2 separate regions of the Mus musculus genome follow, and region 2 is linked to region 1. The links are chromatin contacts, called in public promoter capture Hi-C maps. All regions are on one chromosome and are shown on one strand. The core of a region is the stretch at or near the end of the contact, and the rest is flanking DNA. Distances in the headings are between cores, read along the strand shown. Region 1 holds the start of Abtb2 (ankyrin repeat and BTB (POZ) domain containing 2). Region 2 holds the start of 4930547E08Rik (RIKEN cDNA 4930547E08 gene).

Region 1 (2,956 bases), core at 335-2,834:
AAAACCGTAGCAGGGCAGCAAGACTCACTTTAGAGGGTTCAGGAGTAGTTTGGTCCACGCACCCATTCTCACTCAATTAGTGTACAGTCAACAGAACACTAACCACAACTTTATCCTCAAAAGTTAGACACCTAAAACAACCTTTGACAAGATTTCCACTTAAGAATTCTCCCAGAATTCCGGTGGTTCACTTCACAGCTTGCTCCTAAGAAAATCCACTCCTGGGGTGGCCCACCCAGCCTGTAGGTCAAGGTTCCCTTCACCCACACCCCCCTCGTGCTTACCATTGGCGTTCTTGCCACAGATGAGATGCTCATAGGGTTGCAGGACTCCCCAGAGCTCGGCGTCGTTGTTGATGACCATCTCCAAGGCCTCAGCGGATACCTCTCCACCTCCTGCCCCTCCGCCATCTGGGCTCTGGCTCGCCAGCACCCTGGCCCGGATCTCCTCCACCAGGTTCTCCATGCAAGCCGTTAGCGAGATGGCCGCGTACTCATGGATGCGCACGGAGATGCGAGTGTCCACCATCCAACGGAAGAAGCGGCCCACGGAGAAAGTGAGGCCGCAGCGCGCCGACTTGCCGCGGCGCAGCCCATCCCCAGCGCTCATGCTGTAGAGGGACAACGCCTTGACCGCTGCCAGTGCGCAGCTCTCGGCCAGCGCCCAGCTGTGCACCAGGCGCACCGCACTCTGCACCTCGAAGCGGGTGCACTTAGCGTGCAGCACGCTAAGGCGCTGCGCCTCCCGGGCCACGCGGATGAGCGCCCGGCGGAGGAGTCCGGCCAAGCGTCTCACAGCCTCGGCGGAGAACGAGGGCAGCCTCCGGCCGCCGACGCTTTTGCGGAGCACCCGGGCCACGTCTCCCTCGGTCCAAGGGAACTCCTCCAGCTCCGGGAGCCGCGGGCAGCGGGAGAAGAGGTCGGCCACTTCGGGATCCTCGGGCAGCACTGTGTTCACCGTGTCCCAGCTGTTGTGGCGGCTGTTCATGGAGCCGGAGTAGCACCACCAGGCCGCCCCGCGGTGCTGCTGCGCCGAAGAGTTGAGCGCCTGCGAGTTGGACTTGGAAGACGAAAGGCTGAGCGAGCGGCAGGAGTCGCCGGCCCCATACCCGGAGTCCAAGGTCAAGTCCTCCAGAGTCTTCAATGTGGAGCTGTATGTCCCGGCCATGGGGGAGCCTCCGCGCGCGGCCTCGCCGAGCGAGGGGCTCTCACTGTTCCATGCCCACTTGCCCCGGGGGAAGGGGGCGGAAACCAGCTCTAGGCTCTCGGAGGCGCCCTCCGTGCTCGCCGCGCCGCGCCTCGGGGCCGCAGCATCGCCCGCGCACAGGCCGCGGGAAGGTAGGCGAAGCTCTCAGCCGGCCGGAGCCCGACGCCGTCCGCGTTCAGTCGCGCCGCTGTCAGCGAACGGACTTCCCAGCCCTCCTCCTCTGAACTCGCGCCGCCAGCTCTCAGCTTCCCTTACAGAGCGTCCGGAGAGTCCATCACCACAGAAAGAATCCCGAGAAAACGGGGCGGCCACCGAAGAGCGAGGCGCCCGAGGTCCGTCTGGGACCAGCCGCTGAGAAAGCGCTCCACAAACTTCTACGGGGCGCGGGTTACAGACACAGATAGGTCCTCTGGAGCGGCCCGCATGCAAATACACCCGGGCGGTTCACCAATCATCAGCCACGCCGGGCAAGGGCTATGCCAATGGTTTCCGAGAGGGGCGGGAAATATGCAAATCACCGAGAATGGGGTGTAGCGGGTGGGTATGGCTGAGGGGGTTGGGTGGGGAGAACAAGCGAGCGAGCTGGCAAGGAGGTGGGGCGCAGAGACCCAGAAAGCCGGGGGAACCCGAAAACAGGCCCCAGCGCTGAGGATTAAAAGATAAACGAAAAGGAAAAGCCCCTATGTGCTGTCCCTTTCCCGCCTTCTATGCTTTAGACTTAGGCAGGCAGCTCCTTGTAAAGCTGTGAGCACCCAGCCCAGGGCAGTAGGAAAAGAAAACTGGGAGGAGACCCGACTCACCTTTCTTGTCGACTTTCTACCAAGCCCCTCCTCCTTCTCTTTTGAGAAATGAAAAGCTATTTATGTTTGGAGGGCAGGGGAGCACCTCTGCTTCTCTTCTCAGATCTATCTAGTTTTGTTTATATTGACTTTAGGCTCCAATCGAAACAGACTATCTTAAACTGGGACCTGAAAATAGCCCGGCACTCAGAGGCCTGTGATCACACCCCTGTATCCACTGTTACAGTCCACTGTTTTCCAAGGATTATCTAGGAGGTGGGAGTCCAAACCTAAAGAATGAACGGCTTTCCTCCTACCGGTGTACTATCAGGCGGATCCTTTTTGTCCAAGGTGGGAGGGAGTGCCTGCAAGGAACCAGATGAAAAACGAGGACCTGCGCTGAACACCTCGTGCATGCAGGTGTTCCCTTTTAAGGACTTGCTGGCATGATGTGCGGGTCCGCAGGTCTTCTTCCCCCTCGGGACTCGGTGCCTCCTGGGTACAGTGAATTGCTGTCCTTCCAGTAGCGCCCAGGTGCACCCCAAGCGGCTCGCTAGAGAGCTACTGATTGCATAGATCCACGCCCAGCTCTCGGAGGACCAGCTGCTCCTCCATAACTATTCACACGCACGTGCACAAGCGTGCACCAGCCCCCCTCCAGCAGGACTGCAAAATCAAAGCGCGGATTGTGCACAACGTTCGTCCCAAGTCCTCTTCGCCAGCTCCTGAATAGCTCCTTTGTGCTGTACTTTACAGTTCTGACCTTGGGCCGTGAGTTGGATACGAACTAGAAAAGTCTGGTTTGTCTCTTTCCTTAAATTAATGATCCCTTTCCCCATAAAGCGATTTTTTATTTGGCAGTTTTACTTAATTTTTTCCTTTCCTGGGGTACATGAGACGTTGCCTCCTGATGCCATAGAATTGGAAACAGAGTCAAGGACGGAAGTACTGTGCAAGGCATAAGTCATCAA
Region 2 (2,956 bases), core at 247-2,746, 240 kb before region 1:
GAGGCAAAATGATCTTAAGTTTCAAGGTCAATCTGAATAATTTAGAGAGCCCTCTTTTTTTTTTTTTTTTTTTTTCCTTTCAAAATCAAAAGGGCTAGAGGTCATGGTTCACTAGTTGAGAACTTGTCTGGCAGGCTTAGAGCCCCAGTACCAGGACTGCCTCAGTACCATAAAATGTAGAGGTGGCTCTGCAGTTAAGAGAGTTTGCTGCTCTTCCAGAGGATCTAGGTTTGATTCCCAAAATCCATATACTAGTTCCCACCACCTACTGTAATTCCAGGTCCAGAGGATCTTCCTCTGGATGCTACAGGCACCAGGCAAGCACACAGAACACAGGCAGTTACACACATAAAAAAACAAAAACACGAAAACCAAAAAGTAAATATTCCCTGTTGGAGAATGGCTCATTAGTCATTAAGGAAGACCTGATGGCTTTTTTTTTTTTTTTTTTTTTTTTTTTTTTTTTTGTGGCGCCACCTAGGCCCTCACCTGAGTCAAGACGGAGCTGCGTATCTCCTTCCCTGCCACTGGCTGTCAGAGACCCAATGAAGTGGATGGTGAACACAGATTTCATACTTTCTGAGAAGTGCATGGTCACAGAAGTAGCTGCCGGTACTCTGGTGAAGAGTGGAAGGGTTGTGTAGTTGGAATCTGTGGTAGGGACAACAAAAAACTTTCCCATGAAGCAAGGCATCTTGGTCCACATCATAGTGTACCTGCTGTTGAGTAAGAGGAGTTCTTGTTAGAGACTAACCAGAACTGGAGAGAGGAAGTGCAAATCTATTCAGGAATGTGTTACAGATGCCAACCTCAGTGTTCTTAATTGGTTTATTGGGGATAAAAGGAGAAATATATTCTCTGAGTGACAGGTGTTACTGTGCCTCAGCAGTTAGGGCCCAGAAGAGCTAGTAGAATCCAAAAACATTTCATTCCCTCTAAAAGGGATGATGTCCTTACCTGGGTGTGGTGGTGCTTGCCTTTAATTCCAGCACCCAGGAGGCAGAGATAGACGAGATGATCTCTGCGTTCAAAACCCGCCTGGTCCATCCTGGTCTACAGAGTTCTAAGACATCCAGGATCACAGAAAAACCATGCCTTGAAGGAAAAAAAAAATGATGTCTGCCAATATGTCCTCAGAAAGCCCTTAAAAAGAAAAGAAGCCCAGAACCAAAGCACCCAAGACTCATCATCTTGTCAATCCACATACTCTGTAACACAAACACCAACTTGTTGTGTAGGGGGCGGGGCCGATGCTAAGGGCCTGGTCTCCAATTGGTTCATTTTTGTTGTTGTTTGTTTGTTTGCTTGTTTGTTTCGAGACAGGGTTTCTCTGTATAGCTCTGGCTGTCCTGGAACTCACTTTGTAAACCAGGCTGGCCTCAGAAATCCTCCTGCCTCTGCCTCCCAAGTTCCAATTGGTTCTTGATCTGTCAGTAAGGAAATCCATGGGCCAATTGCTGGGCGGAAAAGAGAGGTGGGATTTCCGGTCCCAGAAGACAGACCAGTCATAAGGGAGGAGAACAAAGTTCAACAAGCTTTGGAAAGAAGAGAATCGGGCAACCACGTGAGATCTCAAAGTGGAGTGGCTACACAGACCACTCCTACAGGCTGTTGGTCTGGGGAGTTTAGTAATTGTGCCAAGAAGGCAAGTTGAAAAGGAAGTACTGTGTGTGTGTTTTATCTGCGGATTCAAGGGAAGCTGGTACTGGGCTGGTTGTGCGGTCACTTCCCGGAGCTAAAGGCAGGTAGAGCTTAAAAATGACCTACACTCCTATACTTCATCTACAAATTGGGATCCCTAGTATTCTCTCTGGGATTCAATTAATTTGCCAAAAATGGTTCACTGAAAATCAGGTAAACATTTTGAACTCTGATAGAGGATATAGTGAAGGATTCACGTAAACACCCAGACAAAAAGATTATCAAATTAATTCAAAGGATCACACGCTGCCAGAGGAGAGGGACTCAGAGAATCACAAAGGTCTTAGGGTTCTGTGAAAATACAAATATCAAAGACCCAGTATCAGACCTGGGCAGTGGTGGTGCATGCCTTTGATCCCAGCACTTAGCACTTAGGAGTCAAAGGCAGGTAGATCTCTGTGATTTTGAGGCCAGCTTTGTCTATAAAATGAGTTCTGGGACAACCAAAGTTACACAGAGAAACTCTGTCTCAAAAAGCCAAAGTCAGCCAACCAACAAACCAACCAAACAAGCAAAGGACCCAATAGCACTCTGGCCCTGCGGTGGTGGCCCATGCCTTTAATCCCAGCACTTGAGAGGCAGAGGCAGGCGGATTTCTCAGTTCGAGGCCAGCCTGGTCTACAAATGTGAGTTCCAGGACAGCCAGGGCTATACAGTGAAACCCTGTCTCAAAAACAAACAAAAACAAACCAAACAAACAAACAAAAAAAAGAATCTCTCTGGACCCTCGGCAGTTCAACAGGGAGCAGGAAGAAGAGCTAATATGTGTTTACAACCTCACACTCACATAACCCTTTCCTCCTGAGAGCTGGTTGTTAAACTTGCCCTATGGTTGCCTTGGTATATTTCTAGACTTATAGTCTGGGAAAGATAAAACCCTCAAGTTTTGGAAGTTAATAAAATCCTGTCATGTTAGATGTTGATAGCACAAAATGCCCATGGTCAGAGACTAAAAACCAAACAACAACAACAACAACAAAACAAACAAACAAACTCCCCATCCATCCCCAAAACATGGGCTTGTTTCTGCGTGCTGCAAAGGAAAAGGAAAGTGAAGGTTCTAGATCTGTGCGAGGCTGCATATCAACCTCCTTGAATGCAGGTTTCAAAAACTGGGGAGCCTCAAGAGATGGCTCGTCGTTAGTTAAAAGTACTTTGTACTTTTTACTCTTTGTACTTTTTACTCTTGCAGAGAATGAGATTTCAGTTCCCAGTGCCCAAGTCTGGCATCTTGTAACCAACTCTAACTCTAGCT

The links. Promoter capture Hi-C pulls out the DNA fragments that hold promoters and counts their contacts.
Region 2: a promoter capture Hi-C map of pre-B cells shows a contact between it and region 1, with 13 times the contacts expected there. The contact joins the promoter of 4930547E08Rik here to the promoter of Abtb2 in region 1. A contact is called at or near these places in 17 of 39 promoter capture datasets (the 3T3-L1 cell line, 3T3-L1-derived adipocytes, the C10 cell line and 12 more), 1 of 15 datasets of contacts at CTCF or cohesin (large pre-B cells), 7 of 484 Hi-C or Micro-C datasets (B cells, bone marrow-derived macrophages, embryonic stem cells and 3 more), 11 of 115 datasets of contacts at active chromatin or transcription factors (the SCID.adh cell line, bone marrow-derived macrophages, embryonic forebrain and 5 more) and 2 of 9 other capture datasets (adipose tissue and liver).

Annotation. Positions count from the first base shown.
Region 1 is chr2:103,564,938-103,567,893 of GRCm38.p6, reverse strand. It overlaps Abtb2 (ankyrin repeat and BTB (POZ) domain containing 2), which reads right to left and starts at 1,584. Exons shown (of 17, transcript NM_178890.3): 1 at 285-1,584. The coding sequence starts at 1,167.
Region 2 is chr2:103,809,162-103,812,117 of GRCm38.p6, reverse strand. It overlaps 4930547E08Rik (RIKEN cDNA 4930547E08 gene), which reads left to right and starts at 1,496. Exons shown (of 4, transcript NR_040514.1): 1 at 1,496-1,645.